Linked DNA regions of Sus scrofa: region 1 is linked to region 2. The links are chromatin contacts, called in public HiChIP or PLAC-seq maps. All regions are on one chromosome and are shown on one strand. The core of a region is the stretch at or near the end of the contact, and the rest is flanking DNA. Distances in the headings are between cores, read along the strand shown.

What was found. HiChIP or PLAC-seq counts read pairs in DNA pulled down with a chosen protein or histone mark.
Region 1: a contact with region 2 is called in an H3K27ac HiChIP or PLAC-seq map of alveolar macrophages. The contact joins the promoter of PCBD2 here to the promoter of SAR1B in region 2. A contact is called at or near these places in 1 of 5 promoter capture datasets (fetal liver), 1 of 47 Hi-C or Micro-C datasets (heart right ventricle) and 1 of 2 datasets of contacts at active chromatin or transcription factors (alveolar macrophages).

Annotation. Positions count from the first base shown.
Region 1 is chr2:137,081,403-137,084,437 of Sscrofa11.1, reverse strand. It overlaps PCBD2 (pterin-4-alpha-carbinolamine dehydratase 2), which reads right to left and starts at 1,518. Exons shown (of 4, transcript XM_021084778.1): 1 at 1,379-1,518. The coding sequence starts at 1,462.
Region 2 is chr2:136,872,886-136,875,761 of Sscrofa11.1, reverse strand. It overlaps SAR1B (secretion associated Ras related GTPase 1B), which reads left to right and starts at 1,514. Exons shown (of 7, transcript NM_001008689.2): 1 at 1,514-1,634. It also overlaps a transcript of SEC24A not described here.

The sequences.
Region 1 (3,035 bases), core at 269-2,768, 210 kb before region 2:
CCCTTTGGGAGGGATGGAGAAAGCACAGGATCTGAAGAGTAATCTTTTTCTTTTCTTTTTTTTTTTTTTTAAGGGCCGCACCCAAGGCATATGGAGGTTCCCAGGCTAGGGGTCAAATGGGAGCTATAGCCGCCAGCCTACACCACAGCCACAGCAATGCCAGATCCGAGCCACGTCTTTGACCTACACCACAGTTCACAGCAAAGCCAGATCCTTACCCACTGAGGAGGTGAGGGATCCCACCTGCCTCCTCGTGGATACTAGTCAGATTCGTTTCCTTTGAGCCAAACTGGAACTCCTGGAGAGTCATCTTGATTCGAAATCTAGCTTTGTTACTTCCAGCTGTGGGTGCTGAATAAATCACTTCGCCTCTCTGATGAGCAGCGCTCTACAGTGGGGATATTACCACAGCCACCTGCCAAAATTCCTGAAAGGCTTAAAAGAGCTCTTGAGTGTGAAGGCACCCAACAGAGAGCCCGGCACGTGGCAACCACTCCAATCCCGTCCGTTTATTCATTCCTCTCCAAACCCCACAGTTTTACTGGATCACCAAGCACCCTAGGTAGAGGCATGCCTTGGGACACGCCTAGGTGACAGTGAGCACTCCACCTGCGTCCTCGCCTTAGTGGCCAAGAAGCAGAGTGCCCATCTTTCCCATCATCGAGTTATTTTTAATTTCTTCTATTAAAGGATTTCAAACTGCCAAATGGGCCCCCACAAGCAATTAAAGAAAATGAAAAGGTGAGTTTCACGCAACTTTTTCCCACTAGGTGGTGCTGCAAGTTAAAACTTTCCCTCCAGTTAATTTACCCCCCAATCTGTTAATTTCCAAAGCAGGGAAACTGACAGGATGCCCCTCAGAAAAGGAATTAAGAGGCAATGTGCCACCAAAAAGGTAATTCAATAGTAATTCCTTTAAAAAAAATTAACACCAAGAGAAATGAATTCGTTCCACATTCAGTCCCGCTGTTTACAGCGAGCGAGCCGAGAGCGAGACGGCGCCCGCTCTCTCCGAGCGCACAGTCTAGAGGACCGAACGGCAACTGGAGTCTCATCAAGAAACCCTAATGGTGAAATACTTTCGCAACTGCTTTTCATGTTTACTTTTTTCTTTTCTAATGAAAGTCGGCCTCGGTTGTTTTCCGGTTGGCAATTTGGTAGACGACGACGGGATTTTTAAGCCAAAGGAAAACTAAGATGCTGCGGCCACCCATGTCTCGGACCAGCGCTTCCGACCGTGCCGGGTACCCGAATGTGACTCCCCAAAGTCCGAGCCCGAAGGCCGGGCCCGCTTCGGGGTCGGCTCGGGTCCCTCCGCCCCTCGGCCGGCACGGCGGCGCCTCGCCCTCCCGCGACCCCGCGGGCTCTCCGCACTCACCATAGCTGCGAGGCTCTGGCGTCGACCCCGCAGCGCCGCGAACCAGCCCCGCGTCGCCCCGCGCACCCCCAGCGCAGCCGCCATAGCCTCCGGCCCAGGGCTGCCCGGCGCGCTGCCTGCCCGCCGCCCCGGCCGCCGCTCCGCGGGCCGGCCCGGAGCCAGGAGCCGCGGGGGCAGCTCCCGCCCAGCCCGGCCCCGCCGCGCAGGCCCAGGCGCGGTCCGGCCCCGGAAGGCCCCCGGAAGCTTCGATGGCCGGCAGCTCTGCCGGCAGCCGGGAGGGCGCGGGGCCGCAGGCCCCCGCAGGCCCCCGCAGCCCCGGGCGCTGTCAGACCCCGCTCCGCTGGCCTTTCGAGTCGTGCCCAGGTGCCGCGTTTCCTGCCTGTGCCGGGGAGGCAGGCGGGCTGGCGCTGAGCGTGCACTGCACGTTCTCTGTCTTCGGCGTCTGGGGCTGGGGGTGTCGCAGCCTCGCTGACGGCCTGACTGCCCTGGGCTCCTTCTGGGCGATGGAGCGAACAGATGGCGCGGGCAGGAGGATGGCGCAGGCAGGGGCAGAGGAGCTGTGGGGTGGGCGGGGTAAGGGGTTCTGGGGGACCGCTCCACTCTGTTCGCAGTTGGGGAGCAGTGAACCCTAGTGATCCAGGTCGGGCCCTTATAAGTCAGGGAGCTGCAGGTTCGAATGTAAGCTCTGCTCTGTCACTATTTCGTTGCCAAGATCCTGGGCACACTGGCCCATCTGTCTGTCCGGATGAAATACTTGGGAAAGTCAGGCTCAAGGTGCTCTGTAAAGGGCTGCAGGCGCACAGTGCACGGTAGAGACGCCGGAGATACACGTGGATAGACTTTTTTATATCTTTTTTCTTTTTACAAACTAGGTATTCTTTTACATGTGTATTAGTATCTTAATTCTCTTATCATTCCTTTTTTTTTTTTTTTTTTTTTTTTTTGCCTTTTTCCTTGCGATGTAAATCACTTGCCGTAAGGTTCACCCTCTAAAATGTACAATTCGGGAGTTCTTCTCCTGCCTCAGGTGTAACTAACCCAACTGGTATCCATGAGGATGAGGACTCGGGTTTGATCCCTGACCTCTCCTGGCCAGCGGGTGAAGGATCTGGGATTGCTGTGAGCTGTGGTGTAGGTGACACATGGGTCTCAGATCCCACAGTACTGTGGCTGTGGTGTAGGCTGGGAGTTACAGCTCCTACTGGACCCCTAGCCTGGGAACTCGCATGTGCCACAGGTGCGGCCCTAAAAAATAAATAAAATGTACAATTCAGTGGTTTTCAGTATACTCACTTGTAACTTCTTTTTAACTAGTTTTTTTTTTAACCTAAAATAATCTGAAATACGGACTTATGACCTAATCCCTCTTCTTCCCTTTTTGGCCACTTGATGAAAACACAACAGAGGAATCTTTCTACAGACCGTAATCAAATGTCACTGGTCTCGAGGGTCTGAGACATTTGGGTTTCCTTTGCCTGATGCCTCACACTGGGAGTTTAGGAGCATGAAAAATGCCTTACAAACTTGCTTATTACAGTGAAAACTGAAAAATGACCTGGTAATTGTGAAGTAACAAGAGACCCCCCTCATCAGTTTCCTTCCCTGACACCCCTGTATGAAACTGTGGCATCTAAGATCTGTCCTGAGAGCAGCAGCA
Region 2 (2,876 bases), core at 265-2,764:
TGTTGCTGAAGCCAGCAGGATTATAATTTAGATTTTTATCTAAAGGCTGACTAAAATGGCAGGAATATCAGGGAAGAAGGCATTGCAGGAAAAGAGCCGAGGAGTAATTTTGAGGAGCCCGGTGAAATGCTGCAGGCCACGTAAAAGTATTTATTAAACCAGACAAGATAGGTAAGTGGAAAGAAGAATAGAGGGAATGTGAACTGGAACAGCAGGCTCCTCCGACTTAGATCCTGGACTCTAGGGAAATTCTTTAACCCCTTTGAGGACAAAAATGTACCTAGGAGTCCTTCATATTATGAATGAATCATGTGCTCATATACATTTTTTTCTTTTTTATTAGGGCCGTACCCCTGGCATATGGAAGTTCCCAGGTTAGGGGTCAAATTGGAGCTGCAGCTGCCAGTGTACACCACAGCCACAGCGACGTGGGATTCGAGCCATGTCTGCAACCTACACCACAGCTCACGGCAATGCCACAATCCCTGACCCACTGAATGAGGCCAGGGATCCGACACACATCTTCATGGATATTAGTCGGATTCATTTCTGCTGCGCCACAACGGGAACTCCCACTTGCTCATATATATTATGCACCTATTGTATGCCAGGCACTGAAAATGGATTCAAGAGCGGAAAAGGCAGATGTGGTTCTTGACCTAAGGAACCTTGATAGAATATCTGTTGGGGAAAGCTATAGATAAATAATCATACAAATTTAACTGTACAATTATAAGCAACATAGCTTCAATGATATGGCAAATTGTACAGTTGCTGGGAAGCCTGTAAAGGAGGGCTTAACCAAGCCTGAGAGGGAGGCTTTGATAAGAGATGGGGACCTGTGCTGACATGGGAAGAGTGTGTAGATGTTAGCAGGAAGGAGAGGAGCAATCTGGGGAAGACGTTCTGGCAGAGGAATGACAAGCACGAAGGGAGGACCCATGAGTAAGGCGTTTCCTGAGGCTGGGGGGAAAGAGGAGGAGATCTAGCAGAGCCATCATAGGCTTTGTTGGCAATCTATCGGAAAACTCTGCTTCGGTCCCCAAAGCCCTTCCTGTTCTGTCCGCATCACCTAGAATCCTAGTGTTGAGAGCAATCTTGGAAGCACTGTCATCACACTTTCATGCAAGGCACCCAAGGAATCCCATCTGAATACATTTAAGAAAGGCAGCATCCATTAGCAAAGAACTGCGGAGTCAGTCTTGCTTAAAGCTCAACAGCCAGCATCCAACATACTATCTGGCACGCAGTTACATTTTGTAAATTACTTGTTGAATTCAAGAAACAAGTGTACTTTAAAAATGTGTTTTTCAAAAAAGGATGTCACATATAATTTCCCCAAGCTAAGCACCTGTGTTCCCTTCTCTGTTTAGGCCCGCGGCCCCAGAAGCGCGTTCAGTTGGAGGTCTGGAGCTCGCCCCAGGTCTTGGCGCGCTCACGGTGGGATTGGCCGCGGAACCGCCAGGAGGCGGAACTTCGGCGCGTGGCGCTGCAGTCCCGAGAACCTTCGGGAGTGAAGCACCCGCCGGCCCGGAAGGAGCTGACGCGAGTTCGGGCCGCGGCAGCCATCGCGCTTGACACCGGAGTGCCGAGGGCCGACGCCGAGAAAGGAATCGCGTTCTCTCCAGTCGCAGGTGAGTGATGGCCTCCCCTCCCGGGAGAACCGGCGGGCGGCAGCGGTGGGCCCCGGGAAAAGAGCACTTTTAGGACCTGGGCCCACCCGATGCCCCTGCCTGTACCCGGGCGAGGACGGGGCGCCTGTTTTTAGCCCCGGAATCTGGCGACGGGATAAGAGGACGGGTTCCTTTCGTGCTCCTCGGAGCCTGAGGGTCGTCGGGACGGGACAGCGCTCCTGTCAAACGGTGGGTGATTTCGGGAAGGAACGAGGTGACTCTGAACTGCAGGCAGGCCTTTCCTTCCCCTCGGCCTCAGTTTCCTCACCTGGGAAGGCGGCGGGGATCACTGACAGGTCAAGAGGCTGTGACGCGGTGTGTTGTTTTCAGCTCTCCCACTTAGTGTGGGGGGACAAATCGAGCTTCCTTACTATCAGTAGTTAACGTTTTGCCACAGCCCAAGTCCGAGTTTAGTGGGAAAAAGATACAGTGTTGGGGGAAGAACTGTTGTTATATACAGATTGTTCCAAGAGTTGCCAGCAAGATAGAAATTGATTTTGACAACAGCTGAAACTCTGATGTTGTTGACCAAAAGAACCAAACTCATCACGAATTTAAGGTATTAGGTATACTGGGGAAAATGGGGTGAAGAAATCCCTTTAATTAAAAAAATTAAACCTAATATTATTGCACTTTTTTTATACCAAGATCGGTACTACCACTGTGTCTCACTCATAAGAATGTCCTGTGTTCAGTGTTAAAATGCCAGTTAAAAAGTCTTTTTTAAAATTTTGATCAATTTTATAAAGGATTTTTACAATGTATGGTCAATTTGACATTGGTAGAAATGTACCTATTTTGGTGCTTTATTTAGATTGTAAACAGCAAAACTACAGACATTTGGAACTACTTGCAACTTCATCTAAGATAATTAAAAACTGGCACATCTGGAGTTCCCACTGTGTTGCAAGGGGCTTGGTGCTGTCTCTGGAGCACCAGGAGACAGGTTCGAGCCCCCAGCCTGGCACAGTGGTTTAAGGGAACTGGCCTTGTGGATCCTTTAACCCACAGAGGCCTTTGCCGCTGGCCAAAAAAGGAAAAAGAAAAAAAAAAGAACAGGCACACTTGCCACTGTATCAGCATTTCTTCTACAGAGTGCTGGGTTATTTTCCCTGGTACTAAAGGAAATGTTTTTTTCACTTTTTAAAGTTTTACTGAAGTATAGTTGGTTTACCATGTTGTGATCATTTCCGCTTTACAACA